Regions from separate parts of the Mus musculus genome. Here regions 2 and 3 are each linked to region 1. A link is a contact called in public HiChIP or PLAC-seq data. All regions are on one chromosome and are shown on one strand. The core of a region is the stretch at or near the end of the contact, and the rest is flanking DNA. Distances in the headings are between cores, read along the strand shown.

Region 1 (4,307 bases), core at 636-3,135:
TTGCTACATGCTGTCACAATTCTCGTTTTTCAACTTTCAGCTCTGGTACTGTGCTTAAATCACTGTCCTCATAACACAATGTTCTGTTCCCTCCCTCAGACTTCAGGAGGGCAGGGACCAGAACAACATTTCTGTTTATTGAGAAAGTGACTGTCTATGGTAGGCACTCTCTCTCTTCCTAGCCTCCCCACAAAGTATCATTACTCTGACTTGACAGGTGAGGGGACTGAGCTCAACAAGGAATGCACTTGTCCAGGGTCATAGAGGATAGGTAGCTTGTGTGTGTGCATGTGTATGTGTGTGTGTGCACACAAACCTGTATATGTTTGTGTGCATGTTTTCTAGACAGGGTCTCTCTCTGTAGCCCTGGCTGTCCTAGAACTCCCTCTGTAGATCAGGCTGGCCTCGAACTCAAGAGCTCCACCTACCTCTGCCTCCTGAGTGCTGGGTTAAAGACGAGAGCACCACTAGTTGTCCAGTTTAGCCATTGAACTTTTGAAAGAGGGTCTTCCTATGTGTCTTAGACTGGCCTCAAACTTGCTTTGCAGCTTGTTTAGGCTGACCTCAACATCTTATCATTTATTTGTTTATATGTACATGTGTTTTCCTGCATGAATTTATTCACCCCAGGTGAGTATAGTAGCTTGTAGAGGCAGAAGTAGTAGTCAGATACCCGGGAAATGTAGTTATAGGCATTTGTGAACTGCCTGATGTGGGTGCCAGGAAAGGACCGGAGTGCTCTTGCAAGAGTAGTAAGAGCTCTTACCGCTAAGCTAAGCCGTCTCGCCAGCCCCACAGCCTCAGATCTGTCCTCCCTACTGCATGCACCCCTACACTTAAGCACAGCATCTTGCAGGAGGCTTAGCAAATGAGTGTTCACCACAGTGGCTGACTGCTGATGGAAAGCATGACAGAGAGTCTGCATCACCTGGTGTGGTGGTGACAGGCCTACAAGACAGGTGCCTAGTTATAGGTAACTGTTACAATCCTGCTGCCAGGTGTCAGGGTTACAGGGAGAGCAGCTAATAACTGGTGGAGCGCATTATAGTGGTGAGCCAAGAGGTGTGAGGGAGCAGCAACACAGCCAGCCCTGGTCACACAGGCAGTGCAGACCAAGTCATCAAATTAGTCTCCTCTACCGGCTTGGGAGGTCCAGAAACCGAAACACCTTCTGTTAGTTACCTACCCATGCCCAGCCCTACTGTACAAGTACCCAGAGTCCGAGGTCCCGGCTTTTCATTTCAGACAGTCTAACAAAGTGCAAAAATAGCCTTCCTGCTTTGCTCTGTTCAGCAAGCCTCCTTCGAATGAAACGCCCACGAGCCGGGCCTGAGGAATGACCTCTTGATGATATCTTTGAGCTCTAACCATGTCCCCCCGCACCCCCCGCCCCATCTCTTCCCCTCCCTTGTCCCTCAGTCTTCCACCCCATACTTGTCCATTTTCCCTCCCCGTCTACCCCTATCTATTGTGCAAGACGGGTTGGCACACCTTCTAGGACAGGTCCGATCAAGGCTAGGGGACTTCCCCAGTGCAAGCAGCTGTGGGCGAGACTGGGGGAAGGGGGCAGGAGGAATGCTGAATTCCCACACGTCCGTCCCGGCGTCCCCTTGTAGTCCCTACATTGTCCTCGGCTTGAGGAGGGGAGAGGAGACGCTTAGGCTACAGCCCCAAGGGCTCTCCGTTTTCTGCGATACCCCCATCAGCCTTTTCTTCGCTGCTATCTGAATTTGAAGCACACCAAGCAGGTCCGTCCCGGGTCTCCTTTCTGGGGATCTTCTCTTTGTCTAAGTCTCCTCGCTGTCTGGAGGTCCCCTCCCGCCTTGGACTGGAGAGGAGGGCGTGGCTCCGACAGGGGCGTGGCCTGGCCTGGCCTGGCGGGGCGGGGCGGGGCGGGCGCCGGGGCTTGGGCGCGGGCTAGAGAGGCAGCAGCGGCCGGAGGGAGGGACGCGGTGGGGATCTCGGTGGGAGCGCAGAGAGAGCAGCCGAGGCGGCAGCGGGGCTGCGGGGCGACGGCGGCAGCGGGGCCTGCGGACTCCATGGCGCCAGCGGCGTCAGTCTGAGTAGCGGCGGGCGGATCCGGCCGCGTCTTCTCCTCGCCATGGGAGACGTACTGTCCACACACCTGGATGACGCACGGCGCCAGCACATCGCAGGTGAGCACCGCTCAGCGCCCGGCCGGCCTGGGGCTCCCCGGGCACCCCGGGCCACGCCTCCGATCTCATGGGGAGCGGTACTCGAGAGTCAAGGCCCAGGTCGGGACGAGAGCCGGCCAGACCCTTACTCTTCCTCCGAACTTGTTCTCTCTCGGTCTGGACGGCCCTTCCAGGCCCTTCTGTATGCTCCTTTCACCCTTTGAGGAGCCTGGGATCCCATTTCTCTACTGGATCCCACTGCTCCCCTTGGAGCCCAGCCTGGCCAGAACCATGCACTTACAGGCGTGGCGGAGGGGTCGCGCCCCCCATCTTTCCCAACAACGTTCCAAGCCTAACCTCTACTCTGGACTCTGCCCCACAGAGTCAGACCTTCCAGACTCCCCCCTCAGCTGCCTTGTTCCTCCTCGCCCTGGCCTCAGTCCGGGTACACGTGGCTGAAGCTTACAGGGGGATGGGCCCTTAGAGAGCCGGGGACCGAATGTGGAGAGTGGGGCTAAGGAGAGATGGGGTGCCCTTGAAGGGGCGGGTCCCTGTCTTTGGGCTTTACCTCAGCAGAGTGCTGGCACTACAGCCTAGGGGGTCTGTTTATGGCCAGAGCTGGTTCTCTCAGAGCCAGAGTTCAGTCTCTCAGTACCTCTCAGTACCTTCCTTCTGCCAGCCTTGCTCTCAGCCTGTCACTGCGCGGTGGACACTTCTCTAGAGGGAGTTGCTCCCAAGTCTGTGGAGTGCAGGATCCTGGGCTCATTGTAGGGAGTGGGAGATGGGGTGAGAATCTCAGGCTATCCCAAAACAAAGCTTGGCTGACCACAGGCAAGTCAGGCCTGGCGGTCCTGAATGTAATTTCAGCTTCTCTCCCAAGTGTGTGATCCTGAGCCAGTCTCTTTTGTTTTGGTTTTCCCAGCCAGGGTCTCACCATGTAGTTGTGGCTGTAGACCTGGCTGGCTTCGAATTCGTAGAGAGCCACTTGCCTCTGCCTTCCAAGTGCTGGGATTAAAGGCCTGGGGCACCACTGCCCTGCTTGAGCCAGTCACAATGTCCAAGAGCTTCGGTGTTGCCTTCCTAAGGGGCGGGTGTTGACTTCTTGGGATGGCTGCTGAGAGCTTAGTGAGCTTTGCTTAGTACAGGAGGCCCTGAGACCTGGCGTGCCAACCAGCTGGGTTTATCAGAGCACAGGAAGAGGAGACAGTTCCTTTGGTTTCATTTGTCTCCCTGTTCATTGAGTGTGGTGTCCCTACATTATCTTGATGTCCTGTTGGGTGCTTGGCTATATTTCCCCTTGATAGCAGGGACCCTAGAATAAGGCAGGTGTCCCCACTTCCAGGGCTTCACTGTGGCCGGGCACAAAGAAGGTGCCAAAGAAGGACTATCCAGTCACTTGGCCAGGCCTGGAGTTGGGGACAGGATGGGTGATATAGACCATTTCTCACCTCTGAACAGCTAGGGGTTAAGTCCTGGAAGGCCTCCTTGTAGGACAAGGCCTGGGCTCAGGAAGGGCAGGGCGGAGTCTTCCTGTCCCTTCCCTGTTGGTGGCAACCTCCTGGGGTTCTGTAACAGTCTCTCCATTCAGAGCCTCCTCTCAGGCTCTCAGCAAGCATGGGTGGGGTGTGCCCTACTTCAGTGGTTTTTTTTTTTTTTTTTTCTTTTCCCCACACCCAGATCTCCCACCTTCCCAAGTCTTAGGCTGAGAACCCACCCCTGACCTCCTGGCCAACTCCCTGAGTGGAGCCGAAGCCAGGGGACCGAAGCCAGGGGACGGTGGAGTGGCCCCTTCCGGAGAGGGCTGAGTTTGTTTTGTGGATACAGGCTGGGGAGAATAGGGTTGTGCCCACTCAACCTGCTTACCTTTCCTCCAAACACTTGAAAGTGCTATTAATAATCCCTCTTCAGATGCCCTAGATCCCAGGGCAGGCTCGCCAGGGAGGCTCCTGAGTGTAAGGGTGGGTGCTACAAGAAGGTAGTCCAACAGAGAGAGAGAGAGAGAGAGAGAAAGAGAGAGAGAGAGAGAGAGAACGAACTAATTTCCTTAAGAATTTGTTGGAGGGAAATGGGGTTGTGACTTTGCCACCTCCAGCCACCCATTCAGTCCCCTCACCCCACCCAGCAGGTACATGATTAAGATTCCAGAGCCCTCCCTCCCTGTGGAAGTGTCAG
Region 2 (4,307 bases), core at 1,290-3,789, 110 kb after region 1:
CCATGTCTTTATTGGTATAAATGTTTGTTAAGTTTAAAAGAATAAATATTACAAGGAGGTAATTTCTAAAGCCTCCCCAGGCCACCAGCTCTGCCCCTCATCTTTGGGGAGCAGCCTCCTTTATGTGACATTCTCCTGAGAACTCAGTGCCAGCATGCAGAAACTCCAGCTCCCCAAGTGACTGAGCTAAAGTGTTTCCCTATATCCCACCCTTCCTTGCACTGGAACCCCCTGACTCCCTCCACAGCGCGGTGGGATTCTGGGACAGAGAAACCACCTGCTCTAGTTCTTCCTGGCACCGGGTTACCAGGCCCCTCCCCCCAGCCCTCCAAGCTGTGTGACCGAGAACCTGGCACCCTGACCAGCAGCACCAGGCAAACTCTTGTCCTCTGTGAACCTCAGTTTCCAGAGTGACCGCATAGCCTCTAACAGGGATCAAAGAAAGCACACAAATCTACCTGCCACATAGGCCAGGAGGATGCCAGTGACAACCATCAGCTGCACACAGGAGCCGAGCAGTCCTCGGACAGCTGGGTAGGCGATTTCCGAGATGTAAACCTATTGGTGGTTAAGGTGAGATTTTACTTGGCTCTTTGAAAGGAAAGGTTTAACTGTACGCTATAGGCCAGCAGAGTGCCCCTCCCCATTTCCTGCAGATTTTTTTTTTTTGTTTGTTTGTTTGTTTTTTTTTTTTTTTTTGGTTTTTCGAGACAGGGTTTCTCTGTGTAGCCCTGGCTGTCCTGGAACTCACTCTGTAGACCAGGCTGGCCTGGAACTCAGAAATCCGCCTGCCTCTGCCTCCCAAGTGCTGGGATTAAAGGCGTGCGCCACCACCACCCGGTTTCCCGCAGAGTTTTAAAGAGGATTGTGGGTAATGGGTTGCCATTATGTGTGTGAGCACTGAGAGAGGAGTGCAGAGCTTTCCTACCCTGGTTTGCTTGCTTGCTTGCTTGCTTGATTGATTGATTGAGATAGAGTTTCATGAAGCCTAGGCTAGCTTCCCGAGCTGAGGAAAACCTTGAATTCCTGATCTTCATGTATTTAACCCTCAAGTGTTGGGATTACAGGCATGTGCCACCAGGCCCAGCCCAGCACACATTTAATATGCACAGATGTGAGTTAGAACGAAAGACTTCTCCCTTGCTGTCTGATGTGTCCTTGTTCAGCCCAGTCCTAACAGGGGTGCCATCACTTCTAATCTCAGGAGTCACTAGACATTATCCATACATACTTCTAGATTATCCTATACTTTATGCTCTAGTAAAAACAAACAAACACAAAACAAAAACAACCCACAGGTCCCCAGTCTCCCTTTCCTCTAGCTCCTTCACGCCTCCAACAGATGAAGAGGATAAGCAGGAGGCCATGGAAGTGAAGGAGGGATGGGTGGTCATCCAAGTGTGTAGCCACAGGTTGCTGGTGACCCTCAGTTGCTAGGGTCTAAATCTTTTCAGACACTATCCCGGGCCAGCAGTTTCCTGTGCAAAGGCCGAAACCACCTCGGGACTAGGCCTTACTTTACAGGGGGGCACTGAGGCTGGGAGAGAAGCCTGTGTCCAGGTAAGTGGTCCAGGTGTGTGGGCTGCAAGGTATATGTAGCCTTCACTGCAAGCAGTGAAGGGAGCCTGCAGCCTATCCTAGGGACAAACCAGAGTAGAACTGCCCAGTTAACAAGAAAATAGGGGCATTCCCGTTATCGCTGCCTAGCATACAGTGACACCACCATAGTAGAGTAAAAGATCAGTAAGGAACTGCCTCGCTGCTGACCGGCTGCCCCCTGCCTGGCAAAGGTCATCTAGGAGGCTCAAACCACTCACCGGTGCCACTAGTGAGGCGACTCCGCAGGCAAGGCCGGTGAGGAGGCGGCCTCCGAGCAGCATCCACACATCCCGGGCCGCGGTGATGACAGCAAAGCCAGTCACGAAGGGCACGGTGCAGAGCAAGAGGCTCAGCTTGCGCCCTGCACGGTCCAGGAGCCAGCCGCCCAGTATGCCCCCTGCAGCAGCGCCCAGGGTCACGACGGCCTGGGGACCCGGGACGGGCTGAAGAGGAGGCCACCAGGGGCCATGGCCCACGATCCTTCCACCCCACGCCCCCTAGTCTCAGAGGAAAGAGAATGAGGAGGATCCTGGGGTGCGGCAGAGAGTGGGGGACCCAGGACTCCCCAGAGGGCTCACCCCGAACCAGGAGGCCGCATTGTCTCCGAGGCGCAGGGCCGGGGGTGCGGTGCGCCGCAGGCTGGGGATGGCGGGGGAGCTGTAGCCGAGCGCGAAGCCGAAGCTGAGGGGTCCCAGAGCGGCGGCGAAGGAAGCGAGGAAGACCCGGCGGCCGCGGGGAGTCCTACGGGTACAAGGCGGGGCGTGAGCGGTGTCGCCGGGCGTGAGAGAGTGACCGCGGCCCCTGGGAGTCCTCACCTGGCTTCCGGTGGCCGCAATAGCGGCTGCGTCTCCTGGGGGTCCTCGGGAGACATGTCAGCAGGACCTGACCCGCGAACTGTCGCCGCTCGGGCGAGCGCGGCCTCCGCTGCAGGAGTGACCAATGGGATGCTAGAACCCGGCCCCCAACCAGAGCTGGCCAATGGAAGTACAGAGCCGGTTGCAAAGCTCAATGGAGCTGAACTACGCCAGCGACCCAAGTAAAGGTTTGCAGGGAGCTGTGTCCGGGACCCAGGCACGACTGTCCAATTGGAGTGTGGTGTGAGTCTGAAGGCGTGGCCCATCAGGTCTGAGCTTGCCAATGAGAATGGAAAGATTGTTTGGGTGTTTTGTTTTTGTTTTTCCCTCTAATCATCTATTGGGGGCTGGAGGGAGTGGGGGGGGGGGGGATGGACAGAGGTGACAGTGTGCCTGTGCACGTTCGAAGTAAACTTCCCTGAGTTTGTTTTCCTTCCACCAAGTGGATCCTCCGGATCGAACGGAGGTCGTCAAGCTTGAGGGCAAACACCTTACAAGCAGAGTCATCTCGCTGCCCCTATTTTGGTGGTTTCTTTTGCTTTTATTTAAACTTTATTTGTATGAGTGTTGTTTACATGTTCACGTGTGTGTGTGTGTGTGTGTGTGTGTGTCCCATGCATTCCTGGTGCTTGTAGAATTCAGAAAGCATCATCAGATCCTACGGAACTGGAGTTAGAGATTGTTGTGAGCCATGTGTGTGCATGCTTGAGCCCTCTGCTGGAACAAGTGTTCGTAAGCATTGAGCCATCCTTTATATTTTTACTTTTATTTTATTTTAATTTTTATATGGAATTGTCTCTAAATCTAGCCTCCACTAATGAGGGTAGTAGTGGGTCAGCGATGGATCACACTGGCTCCCGAAAGACTTCCCACCCTTACTACCCACAGTTCCCTGGAATAGGCTCCTCCCCAACTTTGACTTCTGCTTCAGAGAGCGTCAGGGTGAAAAGGCTCCAAGAAAACTCTCTTGGGCCACCTGTTCCTATCCTTGGACTTTCTGACATTGACCTGGTGCTTCTGGTAGCAGCTCACCTTCATCATGAGTGCTACAAATGTCTAGAATTCTGAGATGATGAGGACCCTGTCAGGCAAGGTCCCCCATTCCAGAAGTGGGACAGAGTGGAACTTAGTGATTCCCTTGTTCCCTGGTTACCCCACGATCATGGTAATTATCTCTATTGTCCTCCCGCCCCGAGTCTCCCTGTGATTGTGTGCCTCTACTGCTCTGCTTAATCGCTACCTTTGTGGCAGCTTCATCCGTACAGATGTAGAAAGAACCAGTGAGAGGCACCTAGTCCCTCTCTGTGCCTGGGTGTCTTCATCTCTAGAGGGCTGTGAGCAGGCTAAGCCTTAAAATGCCCATCCCGTCTGTACAGTGGTTTTACGTTACTGCAGCCACCCAATTGTAGCAACCAGCAGTTTGAAGTTTTGATCACAAGACTATTCTTTTTTTTTTTTTTAAAGATTTATTTATTTATTATATGTAAGTACACTGCAGCTGTCTTCAGACACTCCAGAAGAGGGAGTCAGATCTCCTTACGGATGGTTGTGAGCCACCATGTGGTTGCTGGGATTTAAATTCCGGACCTTTGGAAAAGCAGTCGGGTGCTCATACCCACTGAGCCATCTCACCAGCCCACAAGACTATTCTTAAAGGCGGGCGGGCAATACCGGCTTGTCCTTCTACGAAGTTTCCTGCTTGGGTGATAGATCTTATCACTGCTTTGAAATCACCTGCTCTTCTCTCTTTTTTTCCCAATAGGCATCAGGTTTCTGATGTCTGCAGAGTAAAGGTCATGGATGAATTGTATCCAGACTGGGTACTTTGTACCCGAGTGACTGGCTCAGCAGAGT
Region 3 (4,307 bases), core at 1,063-3,562, 65 kb after region 1:
AAACAACCACTCAACATTCCTGACAGGGCATCAAGGACGAGGATGTCAAGGAGGGTGGCAGAGCTTCCATTTGGCAGAGTCACCGGGCCTTGAGTCCAACCCTCCACTGGACCTTCTTCACTACACCCCCTGCGGTGGATGCTGGGCTCCTCCCTAACCACAGCACCTTGGAGAGTCACACAGCTTCTGGAATGTTCCTACTAGCATTTCCTCACTGGCCGTACTCTTTGTATAGCCCTACAACACGGTTGGTAATTATGGCACAGAACCTGTAACCTCAGGCTGCCAACATCAGCACAGTCTTAGCTTTAAGTTACTTTCACATTACCTTAAACTTTTTTTTCTTTTATTGGCTGGGCGATAGTGGTGCACACCTTTAATCCCAACATCTCTAAATTAGAGGCCAGCCTGGTCTACAGAGTGAGTTTCAGGACAGCTAGGGCTACAAAGAAAAACCCTGTCTTGAAAAACAAACAAACAAACAAACAAAAATTTTTAAATGACTTTAAAAATTTTTATTTTATATGCATGGGTATTTCGCCTACATATAATGTAAGTTCGTTATATGTGTGTAGTGCCCATGGAAACCAGAAGAGGGCACCAGATCACTTCAAACTGGAGTTCATGTGGGTGTTACCAAATGAACCCATTTACAGAAGCAGCCAGTGCTTTTAACAGCTGAGCCATCTCTGCAGGAGGGTGGGGAGGGAGGAGGGTGCGGTGCTGGAAAGCAGGCAAGTACTCGCACTTGCTCGCTTGAGTTCTAAGGCAGGGTCTCAGTAGCTCAGGTGCTGAATTCACTCTCTGGTTTGCTCTGGAACTCCCCATTTCCCGGCCTCTACTTACCAAGTGCTAGTATTACAAGCCTGAGCACCAAGCCAGCAAAGATTTTACTTTCTTGTTAGTTTTTGTTTGTTTGTTTGTTTGTGACCATGCCCCCGCCCCGTCCCCAACTTCAGCTTTGATGTAGAGCGGGACAGATAACACTTCCATCCCCATACTCAGGCCAGCACTTGGCACACAGGTGGGCTTGGAGGTAGAGGCCACCCTCACTTTATCACTGTCTGACCCTGACTCATGAGTCTGGATGGAAGAATCCGGAGGCTGGCCGTCCATCACCTGTCCCTGGTAATCTGTCCAAACCCGGGACGGCCCAGGGAGTTCAGTGTCCAGCTCTCGCTCCCGTCTCGGGACCCCAGCCAACACCCTCGGAGCCCTCACCTGGGAACACACATTCCTTACCTTACCTGGAACAGGCCTGCTGCGCCAGGCTCTGCCTCTGAGACTCATAGGCCATCTGGATGAGCCGGCTCTTACAGCTCTCCGTCAGCATCTGCTGCATGGCGGCTGTGGAGAGAAGGCTGTGAGCCGCTGAGAAAAGGCTAGGGATCCCGGGTAAGGCCAAAGGGGTCACCTGCTTACTGGTGGACAGTTATCCTAAACAAAGTCCCCCCGCCCCCCTTTCCTTCCATCACTGCTAGATAGCCCAGCCTGGCCTTGAACTCTCAATCCTCCTGTCCCAGCATCCTGAGTTCCGTGATTGCAGATGAGTATCAGCACCCAGCTCTAAAAAATACCTACATTGCTGGGCCGTGCTGGCGCATGTCTGTAGTCCCAGTACTCAGGAGACAGAGGCAGGAGAATCTCTGAGTTTGAGGCTTGTGCACCCTGTACATGCAGAGCCTGGGGAGGCCAGATGATGGCACTGCATCCCCTGGGACTGGAGTTACAGATGTCCTGAGCCACCATAAGGTTCTGGGATTAGAATCCAGGTCCTTTGGAAGAGCAGTAACTACTGAGCCAGCTCTCTAGTTTTTTGGTAGATTTATTAGAGCAGTAAGGGGATGGGGGTCAAGGCGGGGGTGGGGGGGAGCTAGAGAGATGGCTCAGCAGTTAAGAGTACAGATTGCTCTTCAAGCGGTCCTGAGTTCAATTTCCAGCAACCACAGGGTGGCTCACAACCATCTGTAATGGGATGCAATGCCCTTTTCCAGTATGTCGGTGTGTCGGAAAACATTAACAGTATACTCATATAAATAAAATAAATAAATCTTTAAAAATAGAGAGAGCAGTTCAGGGCCGGGAGTGGCTCAGTGGCCGTGTACTTGCCCAGCCTGTGCAAGGCCTGTTCAATCAAAGCAAAGCACCCAGGAAGTGTGACAGGCTTAGAAACTCAAACCCCTGGATGTGGGTCCTGCCTCTGTGGAATTAACCTAATAAACACCATTCGGTGACTTTCACAGCTGTTCCTTAACTGTGACCTTGAACAGAGCTGTCAGTGGGCTGAGCCCTCTGTAGGTGTGGTGAACACCTGTGTGTCAAGTGTCTGGCTCTGTCTGAAAGCCCTTCCAGGACAAAGGCCCCAAAGATAAGGAGAGCCCATCTCCATTTTAACTAAGGGCAAGCTCAGCTTCAGAGACCCTCCTCAGCTCCCGGCTGCAGGCTCTCAGACCTGTCTGGGGCAGGTGCCACTGGTGGGTACATGTGGAGCTCAGGACCACACTGGGCACACCAGGAAGGGGAAGTCTGCCCAGGAGCCAAGTGAGCTGATGCCAGCTCTCGGTGACAGGTTTGTGACATGCCCAGGCTTGACCCCTGGGATCCTCCTGAAGGTCCCATGTTTTCCCTGTGTAGTTTCCCCCACTCTATAGACAGAAAATTCGAGACTCAGAATCCAAGCTTGGCTGACCCTGGGGCCTGAGCTCCAGGACAGACTTGGCTGCCCTTCCACAGAGTGGACACTCAGTACCCTGCCCGGGTAACAGAGAGGCTACCTGAAAGCTCTGTCCAGAAATCTCCCACAACTCACCGGCGATCTCACGCTGCCTGAGGTTCTCTGTCTCCTCCTGGGTGATGGACATCAACTGCTCCATTCTTATTCTGGAGAAAAAGCAAAAGCAAAACGCATCCACTCATTCTTCAAATACATTTCAACAAGAATCTCACCAGAGCCAGGCTGTGATGGTGCACACCTTCAATCCCAGCACTTGGGAGACAGACACAAGTAGATGTCTGTGAGTTCAAGGCCAGCAGTTCTAAGACAGCCAGGGCTACACAGAGAAGCCCTGTCTTGAAAAATAAAATAATGAAAATAAAGTCCATGTATGGTACATAAACAGACATTGGCCTAAAAGCAGCTCAAACAGGCTTTTATTCATCCGAGGAGGGTCTATCATGTAGCCCTGACTGCTGCCTTTGCCTTCAGAGTACAAACAAGGTTTTAAAACTGATTATGGGTATGGGTCTTCTGCCTACGTGAATATCTATTCTCCACATTTGTGCCTGGGGCCACAGAAGCCAGAAGGCATCACACCCCTTGGAACCGGAGTTATAGCTGGTTGTGAGCCACCATGTGGGTGCTAGGGATTGAACCAGGTCCTCTGGAAGAGCAGCCAGTGTTCTCATCTACTGAGCCATTTCTCCAGCCCCTATAAACACGGTTTTTGGCATAAAACTCATCTATGACATAAGAAGTGGACACATTTAAAGGTAACTTTGCATACATGCACGCACGCTGAAACTTTGCATATACACATGCACGCTGAAACTTTGCATACATACACCCACAAACGCTGTAATGTGCTGTTTTGCATTCACCAGAATTGGCCTGATCGATTAGTGCCTTGTTCCTGGGTGTGACTTAGTTCAAGGCCTGGAGTCTCTCAGAGGCTCCACTTGCTGCTACTGATACGAGATTGTCCTCTGAGCCGGTCTAGCCCAGCACCAGATATGGTCTGTCAGGAAGGCTTGAATGGATGGCAGCACCAGTTACTGCTCAGCTGCGCCTCAACAGCCACACAACAGGATTGGACTAGGCAGACCCCAGGGAGGACTCTCAAGATCTTCCTAGGTGGTGAGGGCTAAGATGACTGGGGGAGGGGAGGTTCCCAGGATAGCTCAGAAATACCATTATCGTGGTGCCCAGGAGAATCAGGAGAGACACAGCAGACACCTTGGGAAGGAACAGGCCAAGGTGCCCTTCCTACCATCGTTTTGTTTGTTTGTTTCTCCTTCCTTCCTGTCTTTTAAAAATTCATTTTTCATTTGTTTTTTTGGACAGGCCTCACTACGTTAGCCTGGAACTTCCCATGTAGACCAGGCTGGTCTTGAGCTTGGGATTGTCTTGATTGCTTGGGTTATAGACATGCCCCACCATGCTCAGTCTTACCTTGTGTGTGTGTGTGTATACATATGTGCATATATGTGTATGTGTGTGTGTGTGCGCGAGTATACGTGTTTGCAGAGGCCGTGGGTCAATGCTACACGTCTCCCTCTCTCTCTGTCCATATGATTTTTTGAGACAGGAT

Evidence for each region. HiChIP or PLAC-seq counts read pairs in DNA pulled down with a chosen protein or histone mark.
Region 2: an H3K4me3 HiChIP or PLAC-seq map of embryonic stem cells shows a contact between it and region 1, with 25 read pairs. The contact joins the promoter of Slc2a8 here to the promoter of Niban2 in region 1. A contact is called at or near these places in 7 of 39 promoter capture datasets (the 3T3-L1 cell line, the SN4741 cell line, embryonic stem cells and 4 more), 1 of 484 Hi-C or Micro-C datasets (cerebral cortex), 6 of 115 datasets of contacts at active chromatin or transcription factors (embryonic stem cells, extraembryonic endoderm stem cells and microglia) and 1 of 9 other capture datasets (liver).
Region 3: an H3K4me3 HiChIP or PLAC-seq map of embryonic stem cells shows a contact between it and region 1, with 45 read pairs. The contact joins the enhancer-like site here to the promoter of Niban2 in region 1. A contact is called at or near these places in 1 of 39 promoter capture datasets (the HPC-7 cell line), 1 of 15 datasets of contacts at CTCF or cohesin (the NIH/3T3 cell line), 36 of 484 Hi-C or Micro-C datasets (the AML12 cell line, B cells, the Ba/F3 cell line and 20 more), 12 of 115 datasets of contacts at active chromatin or transcription factors (the HPC-7 cell line, SST interneurons, craniofacial prominence and 5 more) and 3 of 9 other capture datasets (adipose tissue, liver and pancreatic islet).

The regions. Positions count from the first base shown.
Region 1 is chr2:32,874,249-32,878,555 of GRCm38.p6, forward strand. It overlaps Niban2 (niban apoptosis regulator 2), which reads left to right and starts at 1,886. Exons shown (of 14, transcript NM_146119.2): 1 at 1,886-2,156. The coding sequence starts at 2,102. Gm13523 (a long non-coding RNA gene) reads right to left here. Exons shown (of 3, transcript XR_003954026.1): 2 at 3,999-4,100.
Region 2 is chr2:32,979,544-32,983,850 of GRCm38.p6, forward strand. Slc2a8 (solute carrier family 2, (facilitated glucose transporter), member 8) reads right to left here and starts at 2,540. Exons shown (of 10, transcript NM_019488.5): 1 at 2,415-2,540; 2 at 2,178-2,340; 3 at 1,818-2,024; 4 at 459-558. The coding sequence starts at 2,470.
Region 3 is chr2:32,938,994-32,943,300 of GRCm38.p6, forward strand. Lrsam1 (leucine rich repeat and sterile alpha motif containing 1) reads right to left here. Exons shown (of 26, transcript NM_199302.3): 16 at 2,810-2,880; 17 at 1,248-1,347. Among named protein-coding and RNA genes, the nearest start is that of Lrsam1, 20 kb to the right of the region's middle. Within about 2 kb of position 2,313, at least 11 of the 459 cell types and tissues checked have an H3K27ac peak or open chromatin away from gene starts, as enhancers often do. A contact at or near this core is called in embryonic stem cells and induced pluripotent stem cells, where this site is marked.